Linked DNA regions of Bos taurus: region 2 is linked to region 1. Evidence: chromatin contacts called from public Hi-C data. All regions are on one chromosome and are shown on one strand. The core of a region is the stretch at or near the end of the contact, and the rest is flanking DNA. Distances in the headings are between cores, read along the strand shown. Region 1 overlaps FMNL2 (formin like 2). Region 2 holds the start of FMNL2 (formin like 2).

The links. A called contact is a pair of places that touch in the nucleus more often than the background predicts.
Region 2: a contact with region 1 is called in a Hi-C map of skeletal muscle, with 4 times the contacts expected there. The contact joins the promoter of FMNL2 here to the enhancer-like site in region 1. A contact is called at or near these places in 2 of 11 Hi-C or Micro-C datasets (liver and skeletal muscle).

The regions. Positions count from the first base shown.
Region 1 is chr2:43,543,696-43,549,546 of ARS-UCD2.0, forward strand. FMNL2 (formin like 2) reads right to left here. Exons shown (of 26, transcript NM_001206821.1): 21 at 4,973-5,102; 22 at 2,299-2,462; 23 at 1,269-1,370. Among named protein-coding and RNA genes, the nearest start is that of PRPF40A, 76 kb to the left of the region's middle. Within about 2 kb of position 2,941, at least 17 of the 102 cell types and tissues checked have an H3K27ac peak or open chromatin away from gene starts, as enhancers often do. A contact at or near this core is called in skeletal muscle, where this site is marked.
Region 2 is chr2:43,863,244-43,869,094 of ARS-UCD2.0, forward strand. FMNL2 (formin like 2) reads right to left here and starts at 3,188. Exons shown (of 26, transcript NM_001206821.1): 1 at 2,866-3,188. The coding sequence starts at 2,982.

The sequences.
Region 1 (5,851 bases), core at 1,691-4,190:
CACTTCTCACTGCCCACAGCCCCTGGGATCACGCACATGGACCTGGTGCTGTGCCTGTGCTCACCCTCACATATGCAAGGGGGTGCCTTCCTTCTGCTGGTCGTATCACCACTACACTGAGCCATGCTGAGAGAAGAGGGCTGAATAGTGGGAACCTCGTGGGTTCCAGTGAAAAGGCCCAGGGATGGTTCTCCAAAGCCATCAGGACGGTGAAGTGACTCACTGTTTCCAATCACATTTTCTGGAAATGTCCACACCTCTGTTGCATCCCTCCCCACTCCACTGTCACGCTCCTCCTTCCTCCACCAACATCTCCCAGGTGAACATGAGGCGAGCCTGGAGAGTAGAGACTGCACTGCCTTCTTGAGCACTCACGTGAGTGCTCAGTCATGTCTGACCCTTTGCGACTCCATGGGCTGTAGCCCACTAGGTTCCTCTGTCCATGAGATTCTCCAGGCAAGAATACTGGAGTGGGTTGCCATTTTCTGCTCCAGGGGATCTTCTCTGCCCAGGGATCTAACCTGCGTCTCCTGTACCTCCTGCATTGGCAGGTCGCTTCTTTACCATTGCTCCATCTGGAAAGCTGAGCACTGAAATCTCATAATGCTCTCCTTGGCTTCCTTTCTCATTGGACACATTTTTCTGACACAGATCTGAATCATGCACTTTTTCAAAACCATGGTCTCAGGGTATATGGGTCCCAGGGTATGTCACAGAGGGCCTCCCATTTAAAGGAAGGGCCATTATGGGTCCAGATAAGGAAACAGGGAGCGACTATTCTTCCAAGAGCCACTTTCAGCCCACACTTAGGGAAGTGCTGGTCCAGAGGCCCGTGGTTGTGGGCGGGCCCAGCATGAACATGCTGTCCCTGACCTCGGCTATGATGCCGAGGCTCACTCCCGACTTGCTCCACAACTCCACAGCAGGCCTGGGTTTCTCAGTCCTTTGACCTGCCTGCACGGGTGACAGCTGACGCGGCAGCTTCCAAAGATGGCTTTGGATGGTCCTGGGTCTCCCTCGCCCCATGGGATAGCCAAAGGCTTTTGTCTGGGGGCTGAGCCCCTGGCTGGGGAGGTAGAAACAGAGAGCATGACAGTCTGAGGGCCTAAGCAGCAGGGCCAGAAACCGCGTCTCGTCCTCCCGACCCAGATCTGCCGCCTGAAGGCCTAGGGGAGGCCCCTGCAGAGCTCTCGAGACTGCAGTGCAACTCCAGGAAGGCACCCGCTCAAGAAATAACACCAGGGGAGGCTTGACAGACACTTGTTTACCTTATAGGCTTTCACAAACCGGACAAAGACGGGGAAGAAGACCGATGGGGGTGTTGTCTTGGGGTTTTCTCCAAAATACTTCACCACATCATCAAAGGCATCCTGTGAAAAAGTGAATTTCTCTTAAATGTCATTTTTTCCAGCATGTGAACTTGGGAAAGAGCTGCAGGGGCCCCTGCAACTCTCTGCCCTCTGCTCTCCCTCACCTCCCACGATTCTCCACAGCCTGTGTTTCCTCCCAACACCTGGTCAAAGGCAACCCAAAGAGGCAAGAGTGAGGCAAGAGTGCTGTACAGCAACCTGTCCCTGGGACCTCCTGCCACTTCTACACACACACACACACACACACGCACACGCACACGCAAATGAGGAGCTTCTCCTTACAAGAGTGTCCTCAGGCCATGGGAGGACTCCTACAAGTCGACCAAGTCAGAAAGGACCTTAGAAATTGGTCAGACTCCAGCTCACTGCTTCCACAGCCAGGACACTCGTCTTTGCCCGAATCCTCCTGGGACACAAGGCAGCCAGACTCACACGGGAGCAGCCCAATACGTCTGCTTCCTGTGTTCCCTTGACACAGCCTTCCCTTTCTGTGATGGTGTACAGTCCATTCTGGCTGCTTCTCAAGTACGTAACTTGACCCCCAGTGTGGCGAAAGATTTCAAGGTCAAGTCCCACAGAAACCCAACACGCTGCGAACACTGCTCTGCCGAGCACAGGCCAGACGTGTGTTGGTTGAGGTGAACTGAATACAGGACTCATGGTAAAGGGAGCCTAGGAATGGAAGGGAAGCGGGGGTGGGCCTCAAGAAAAAAGGGTGAAGACCTCAAATTAGAAGAGGACAATGAGCAGGACAGGGACATCTCCAGGTACAAATGCAGAAAGACCCTATCCCTGCTTAGCATAGTTACATAGGGTATCTATCCTCAGCAGAGGGGAATTTAGCCCCCCTAGTCAGGACAGGACCCCAGGTGGCTTTACGGAATCCGATTCCTCCTTCTTCATGGAGGTCAGGGACACCGGCACTGACCTGGGCAATCTTGGCATCGTCCTGCAGCTTCTTCAGCTTCCCCTCGTTGTTGAAGATGAACTCCTTCAACAGCGTGTTGTGGTCATGCATGGTGTACTCCCTCTTGGTCAAGTCCATGCCCCTCTGCAGCTCCTTGACGTCCAGTAAAACATTCTCGAGGGACACTGAGTAGAGAAAGCAAGGTCCCCATGACTTCAATGGGAAAGGTCAAAGCCACGGTGAGTTCTCACTGGGAAGCCAACTTCTCAGTGGGCTACCAGGGTTATGCAAGAGCCTGGGATCTGGTTTCCAGTCTTCAGTGAAGAGATGCTTCAATAGGAGTAATTTACTAAGTACTCACCATCAAGCACTGCAGTAAATCCCTTATATGCACTAATTCATTTGTACCGTTAGCCCACGTTGCTGACAAGGAAAAGCAGCACAAAGAAGTTACATGGGCTTCCTTAGGTCACAAGCTAGGAGGTGGCAGAGATGAAGCTTGGATAACAAATATGGACCCCAAATCCTGTGTTTGTTTCCAACTATTCCACTCCTCTTACTGGACATGATAACCTATTGCTTAGCCTATAGGCTCAGAGGTTCCTTAACTGACTGGCCCAAGAGCTTAACCTGTGTTGAACTCTTCTGCATTTCTATGACTCTCCAGCAGGGGGCAGCATTTCACCTACTGAATTTCAGTTGTCCTGATCACCAGGACCCAAGGCAACCTGGAACAGCTTCTTTTCGCTAAACAACCCTTCCGCGTTTCAGAAGGGATTATGAGCAGTGCTTCAGAAGGGATTATGAACAGGAATCTTTCCATCTGCAGTGTAGCCATTCTCCCAGGGTGGGTTCACCCCTGCAGTCTCCTGCAGGAGGTCTGAGCCCCACCTCCGGCTCCCCATTCCCTGACTCAGCTCTGCACAGGGAGGAATTATAGAACAAAGTAGCATGTTTTTCCCTAGCTAGACCCACACTGTGTTATTCATCTCTGACTCCCCAGTGCTTAGGCCAGTGCCAAGTACAAAGCAGGAACTCAAAAAAGCTTACTGGAGAAAGGAAGGAGTGAATGAATAAACGAGGGGCGGGATAAAGAATCTGTCACATATGAAACTTAAAAAGGCATTCCAATGTACATTAGGTGCAGACAAGTACTGTTTAATTCCATTTTATACGAGATATCTAGAATAGTCAAATTCATAGAGTCAGAAAGTACATTAGTAGAGGCCAGGGGTTGGGGGTGGGGTGGGGAGGGGACAAAGGATGGGCAGTTAGTGTTTAATGGGGACAGAGATTCAGTCTAGCAAAGTGAAAAATTCAGGAGATGGATCATGGTGAGAGCTTCACAGCAAAGTGAATGTACTTACACATTCACACTGAACAGTGCCCCTGGATTGCATGAGTGAATATAGTTAAATGGTATTTTTTTATATTATATGACTTCTACCACAGTAAAAAAATAAATAAAGGAATCCACGTGGGCCCCAGTATGAGAACACAGAAAATAAGTCTGTCAGAGAGCACCTCAATCTCCCCAATCTCCCCCATTGGGTTTTTTGAAATGACACTTTAGGGGAATCTCATTTGGGCCAAAATGAGCTACAGGAAATTTTTAAACTTGTTTTTTCTTAATTAGAATTGTGATGCTAAAACCCCTTAATTTAGACAAAGGAAAACTTGAAAAGGAAGAAAATGACTCCATCAGAAGAGAAATGCATATGAGAAGACAACCCGAGTTCAAGTTCCTTTTGTTTTTAAATTATTATTATTTATTTATTGCTGCGCTGACTTCCCCTGTTGCGGAGCACAGGCTCAGTAGTTGTGGCACATGGGCCTCATTGTGCCATGGCTTGTGGGATCTTCCTGGACCAGGGATCAAACCCATGTCTTATGCATGGGCAGGCAGCTTCTTAAACCACTAGACCACCAGGGGAGCTCCTCGAGTTGTGTTTCTATCACTTTCTAGCCATGTATCCTTGGGCAAGACATTTAATCTATATAAAATGTCAAGTTTTCTCATTTGAAACATAAGGATACTATTATCTAGTACAGAGCCATAATCTCAGGGTCACTGGTGATTTATACAAAAAAATTCCCAATTGTCACAGCAAAGCAACAACAAGTACTACTGATAATTCAGGCTAAACACAAAAGTTTAGAACTGCCACACCTGAGCAAGTAGGAGGGCACAAAATCTAATTAAAGAATCTGTGGGGGGGGGGGGGGGGGGAACAGGAATCTTAGATTCTCATTCTCTTATTTCAAATAACAGCAACAGGGACTTCCCTGGTGGTCCAGTGGTTAAGACTCCATGCTTCCAGTGCAGAGGGGCACAGGTTTGATCCCTAGTCGGGGAACTAAGATCCCACATGCTGAGAGGCATGGCCAAAAAGTGAAAAAAAGAAAATTACAGCAACAGAATAAAAAGAGCAACAGATGGAAGAGGGAAGTCACATGAGCCCAAAAGACCTGGATCTTTATCAAAAGGACACTAAGGTCCCCTTCATGTCCATGTTTGTTATTGATCCCAGGAATGGGCAGCACCACAGCCCATGCGTTTCAGCTCAGAGCCTCTGATATTTTAGCCTCACCTTCATAGAAGGGTTCTGAGAAGTGCTATTTACACAGGGAATGGTTCCCCCATGACTCAAGGCATTTACACCCAACAGTAATGTTAAAAGCTGAAATTGAGTACCTGCGGCAGCTTTCTCCACATAATGAAGCTCATTATAAAAGAGGGACACTTGTTGATATTTTTCTTTTACGACATTGGATATATAGTGCAGAAGCGTTTGCTTTCGGTCCGTTGACTTTGTATCTAAGAGCTGAAAACCAGAAGGGACACGGGTTAGAGTAAAGATGACGTTCTCCCCCTCAGAATAAACACGTGAGCACAAGAGCCCCAGAGGAGATGGAAAACACCCCCACAGGAGAGTCAGCTTGGTTCTCACGTGAACCAGCCCTGGATTATTAAGTGACAAGAGGACTTCCTGACCAGGGGATACACCAAACCTCAGAGACGACTCTAAGCATGAGAGCCGTTCACGTTTCTCTCCTCACCGGAACTCCTCGTCCCCATCCACCCCACCGCCTCCCCGCCGCTTAAGCAGCAAGACTCCAGGCTCTGCTCCCCAAGTGAAGGCCAGAGTGGGATTCAGGCTGGAACTGGCAGGTGAGTACAGGTGCGCCCTGGCAGGCAGAGGCCCTTTCCCCACAGTCCTCACATCCCACTTGGCCGCTTTTATTTACCAACCCAAAGCAGACGTGCTTACTGGACCATGGCCTCCTAGGGGCCAGAACTGAGATTTAATACACACTCCCTATCAAATAACCGCATAGCCCCGGGTCAGGGACTCCACCCGCTGCCCCGTAGGCTCCTGTGAAATCACAGTACCCCATACAGCCTGGATGTGAGAGTTGGACTGTGAAGAAGGCTGAGCGCCGAAGAATTGATGCTTTTGAACTGTGGTGTTGGAAAAGACTCTTGCGAGTCCCTTGGACTACAAGGAGATTCAACCAGTCCATTCTGAAGGAGATCAGCCCTGGGATTTCTTTGGAAGGAATGATGCTAAAG
Region 2 (5,851 bases), core at 1,938-4,437, 320 kb after region 1:
ATTCAGCATTTTTTTTTATATTTCTAGATTGGATTTTTTTTTTTTAAACTTTACAATATTGTATTGGTTCTGCCATATATCGAAATGAATCTGCCACAGGCATACACGTGTTCCCCATCCTGAACCCATCTTTCCATTCATGCCCAGTATTTTTCTAGATATACACAGTTTAGCTTATATGGACTGATGAAGGGGTAGTCATTGAGTAGGTTTTATCTCAAGATTTTTGATAAATAGATGGACGTCTGTTACTCAAATTTTTATTTACCCCTCCTCAGTGCTTTAAATATTCTAGAGCTTGGTGGGGTGAGAGGAATTACTTTTCATATCTGAGGGCTTAATCACTGCTGTAAGCCAAGTTTACAATGAGGTATTTGTATACTTTTCTATACAGTATTACTATCCTGTTTTCCTCCCAGTAACTTACATGATCTTTATCATATAGGAAATAAAACTAGTATCAATAATGCCCAAAGGATTCCCACTGTGTGAGGGCAGAGAATTCCTCCATACACATGCTTTGAACATTACAACCTATAACCTGTCCTTCAAGCTTGATCTCCAGAAGTAAATGGTTTGAGCTGATTTGTTAAGTAATTCATGAAGAAAAAGCACAGTTGAGAGCATCACATGGACACCTTTAGGAAAAAACTGACTACAAGAGAAGTCACCGTAACTCTGTACGTCTATCAGCCCATAAAAAGGATTCCTTTTAACTCCCCGTACAGATTTCTGAAGAGCAGTTGGAGCTGACTAGGGAGAGTTACGTACCACATCCATGGTTCAAGTGCATCCCTAACAAGAGGGCCCCCAAGCTGATACTTTCCCAAAAGCTTTGTCGTAACCCAAAAAAGGTCAGCCTGGTATTTTTTGGTTTTGTTGTTCGTTTGTTTTGAAAGGCATAAAATATTATAAACAGTTAAAGAAAGGAACTGCATCCAGTGCTTGTGTATGACACAGTAAAAGGAGCTACACAGTAACCCCTGCTCCAAAGAGCTTGTGATGTAGAAACATGAATTTCTATATACTAAATTTGCGCCTTCTAGATTTAACAGTAACACAGATCCACCATATTAATGATAGGACATTATTTTCCTAAAGGGTAATTCATACCATGTGTCATTAATCAGCAGGGTAACTCAAAGCTCATGCAAAACATGCTATCCCAGTTGAGAACTTAATTGTATTATTGCTATTATCTGGTTTGCCTGCGTCACTGGCCTTCCCACTTCAAGTGTACATACACACACACCCAGCACACACAACCCACACACGCACACCCACCCAGCACAGCATGGACGGAAATGATCACCCAAGGCTAGGAGGTAAGAACCATGTAGTCTGGTAGGAAGAGGATTTTGAACCAAAAAGGTTTGTCCCTGGAAAGACAGGTCAAGTTTGCACCCAGGCTGCCTTCAAAAGTAATTAAGCCCATGCAGTTCCATTTCAGAGTGTTTCATTCTGCACAACAATGGGAGCAGCTGTGTGAGATCTCAGACCACGGAGTGCAAGACAGGCAGCCTCATCTATCTCGAGACTGCCACGCCGGAGTTTCCAGGTGGTGTGAAAAAGCTCGTGGGCTCTTCTTCCAAAGAGCACAAAGCTAATCTGCCATCCAGAACAGTCCCCATATTAAACCAGTCCTTTTCAAGGGCCTGAAGAAAGGGTTTTTAAACGTCCCAGTGTTCTTCAGACTCTGGTCAATCCCCAAAGTTGGGAGGTTACATGCCCAAACCCCGTATGCAGACGCGAAATTCGACTGCCTTAAGCACAAGTTTCTCTTGCTGCCTACTATTGTAGGATGTACAGGTAACTAGCTAGGAAAAGGCAACTGTACGAATCCAAGTATTAGGAACGCGTCGAATCTATGTTTCCCTCCCAACACCCCTTAAGAGAGGCTGAGACACTAAAAGTCGAAGTCTGGGGACTAACCGCGGTCCAGACGCCGGCTGGGGCGAGGGGGAGACCGCCACACCCTCCTGAGCTCACAGCACTGACAGGCTCAGGCTGGGAGGGGCCCAGAAATTTACACCCAGCAAGGAAAGGCAGAAAGAAGTCTTCAAGTGTCTCAGATTTACAAAGCTGGAAAGCTAGGAGAAGCGGATTCCGGGAGGGAGTCAGATTTAGCGAGGGGAGGGGAGGGATCCCTAGAGTCAGGACAGCTTGCAACACGTCCCCGCAAAACTGCACAGTTTTGTGGTTTGTTTTAACATTTAAGACGAAAACGAACGCGCCGAGGCGAAGCTTCTCTCGCGCCGGTTTCAGATGTCCCCCTCCTCGCTTAGGGACGGGGACGCCGCACTGCCGCGGGTTTCCTTCTCTTTCCCTTTTGGGGGAGCTCCCCTCTGCCAAGCCAGACGTCCGCCTCCAAGTTCGCCTTCGCACACCGCGCCGCCCTCAACCCGCCACATGCGCCCATCAGCCCCGAACCCCGCAGGGCCCCGGCTGGGCGCCCGCTGGATGGTTCTCAAGGACTCGGGCTTTGCGGGGAGTTTTTTTCTTAAACAAAAAGCCTTAGCGGCCAGCCGCCCCCTCCTCCAAGCCCGCGCCACCTTCCCTTCACGCCCACGCCGCACCTCCCCGACACACGCGCTGCGAGGTGCCTCTCCCGCCAGACAATGGGTTCGGGGCCGGCCAGTCAGCCAACCCCCATCCCCGTGCCCCATCCCGGGACCCCAAGAAGGCTTGGAGCGGAGAGATCGGAGGAGGACGGAGAGGAGGCCACAATAAGCGAAGCGGGAGCCTCCCCCTTGGGACCGGGGATTCGCTCCCGGCGCGGGGAGAAGGGGAGAGAGCGGGGGTCAGCTGCACCGCCTGGTCTTGGGCCCCGGGGCCCGGCTCCCGCCGCCGCCGCCGCGCACTCACCAGCACGATGGCAAATCGCTCCTCCAGTTCACCTGGCTCGGGCATCGGCAGCTTCAAAGGCACGTTGTGCGCCCTGAAATCGGTCTGCTGTGAATCCATGCTCCCGGCGTTGCCCATGTTGGCTGCACGCCGGGGCAGGGGGCTACTCCGGGCCCCCTGCGTCCGCGTCGGAAATCAGAACAGCTCCCGGCGGCCGGCTCCCGCCCGCTGGCGCAACCAGCCCGGCTCCCCGCCCTCCGCTGCGCCCCGGCGAGTGTGCAGCGCGCGCCGCTCCCTAGCAGCGCTCCGAGCCGAGCCGCCCCCCGGCCTGCCTCATGCTCCCCGCCGCCCCAGCGCCGCCCCGGCCTCCTTTCCTCGGGAGGGGTCGTCAGGGCGCTGGGCGCCTATCTGCATGTTGCTCCGCTGGCACGCCGCCCCCTGCCAGCGATAGCGGCCAGCGGGCGCGTGGTTGCTCGGACTTGGTCTCCCGCCGGGACAGTGATTGCCACTGACACTTCCAGCTCTACGCCGGCGATCACGACGCTAGCTCGACCAGCACCTAGAGCAGACAAATGCAGCTCCGCGCTCCCGACACAATGCCCCCTCTTGCCCGGCCCCCGGCCCCCGCCCCCGGCCCGGCTCCGCCCACTCGCCCCGCGGACTGCCGGGACCAGTAGTTTCTGCCCAAAGTGTCTGCACGCAGAAACCACGCCCGCTCCGGAGGGCCCGGCTGGGTTAGGGCCGCTTGCAGGAAAGGCAATCTGAGAACCTTCGGCCAAGCATCACTTTTGACCCCCACCCCCACGCCACTCCAACGGAAGAGATACTAATCGTCTACATCGATTAGTAGGCATTCAGGCACATTTGGCAAGTGAATGAATTAACCAATCAGTCAATGATTGAATGCACGCATTTCTGATTTAAATTTCAGGAGCTGTTCAACAGGAGACCTCATGGGTATTTGGCAACTTCCTACGTCATAAACTGGGATGTGGGTCCATGGGTGTTTGTTTTATTGTTCTTTCTTCCCTCTGTATGTTACACATTCCCATATTCTTTTGTGCAGTTGAAATGTTTTATAAACAAATGTACTTTTATGGATATTTACAAACTTTCAGATGGATATATACATTTATACATCCTGGTCGGACCCCAGGATTTGGATGAGGAGGATTCAAAACAAATATCTGTCAAATAGCTATTACGAATGGGTTACTGTGTTCCCTGGCTAGAGAAAGACTTTCCAGTCGAATGAAGGAGAAAATTTACACAACTATGCTTTGCATGAGAAATAAGAACAGAGTATTTGAAAAGGCTCTGGAGATGGTCTTTGGCTGTAGCTGTTTTATTCCTCTATAGTACTCTTGAGAAGATTGGGCCCAACCCTGCCCTTCCTGAGACAGTGGAATTAGAGACAGCCTTAGAAAAGTGTTTAGCCACTTCTCCCTTTGTAGATTTCAAGGGTACCCACCTGGTTGACTTGTGGCTGCAGTCCTGCGATTAGTCCTTTCTTAGCTTGAAGTAGTGCTTCTTAATCCTGGTTCCTGTATCAGATTCACATGGGGAGGTTGTTAAAACTGCACTGCAGGATGGGCCCTGACTATTATCAGAATTTCCCTAAGCTAAGAGCTAGGGCCTGGACAGGTATATTTTTTAACAAGCCTTCCAGGTGCTTCTGATATAAAACTGGAGTTGTTACCCTCTTGTTAAAAATCATCTGCTTCTAGATGAGGTAACACACCAAAATTCAGGCATCAAGAATCATGTTTCATTCAGGTTTATAAACTTCAAGATGACTTGAACACAGTGGATGTTCAATAACTATTGAACTTTTACCAAAAGCCTATGGAGCAGATATACACAAATACATCATGTGTGTGTATGGTCTCTTCAGTAAATCACTTATAGTTTGATTTTTTTTTTTTTTAAGAAGGAAGCAAGTATAAATAAATTCAACTTAAAATCTGAATAAATGCAATCTGTATTTCTAAAATTATACTATATCAAAGTTAACAGTAAATGTGTTACCAAAGGAAGAAAAACAGGGACACACACACACCAACTAGTGAAAATGAGTGAGAAAGAAAAACAGTGAATTCAGACCAAGTGAGACATTTCTGACCCACAGATCTATTTATTTTCTCTGTAATCTCTAGACATACACTTTGGGTCTGATTGACTCACAAAATTAGCCCACCTACGGGGTTGCCCATCTGGATGGAAAATCTAAGATTCTTTTCTGCGATTGAGAAATCTCTTTTTATTACATTTATGGCTCCCTCTGGCCATATTTCTGCCAGTAACCAGGACCTTTTTTCCCCCTAAGTCTTATCACATCTAATCTCTCATAATCTCACACTTTGAGAGGAGCCAGGGATAAAGTACGCAAATCCAGGAACCAAAAGAACCTCTCTGCCATTTCAAGTTCTGCAGTCTCTACTACTTGGTTATTATTTATGACTGTTGTTAAGTGCAAAAATAAATAAAACACTCATTTCATTATATAATTTCTGTAGGAATTTCTACCAAAATCTCAGAAAAATGTTTGTTTAGGGGACAGTGTGGACAGAGAGGAAGAAGACATTTTTATTCCTTTAATTGACGTCCTCTTCCTCCCTCCCCACAAAATTAAAACCAAGTGGTCATTTTAAAATATGTATTTCGTTTTCTGATCACTAATACCTATGATTTACAATTTTGCAAAGTTGTAAACTATTGGCATTTTGTCAGTTGTCATTTAGTCTGTTAAGACTATCCATTCAGCTTCCATGGAAAATGAAATATTAAAACTTTATCTGCTCTCTGCCAGGAATTTGCAAACGATACCAGGCATGGCTTGATCAGGAATTCCCATATAACAGAGTCACTGCTTTCAAAGAAGCTTTTCCATCATTCACAGCAAATACTCCTTACAAGACTGGCTGAGTTTCATTGGTATCTCCTCAGGTTTTTAACTTAAGGAAGTGCCCTGTAGCAAAGTTCACTTAGCTTCTTTAAAGGCACTGGT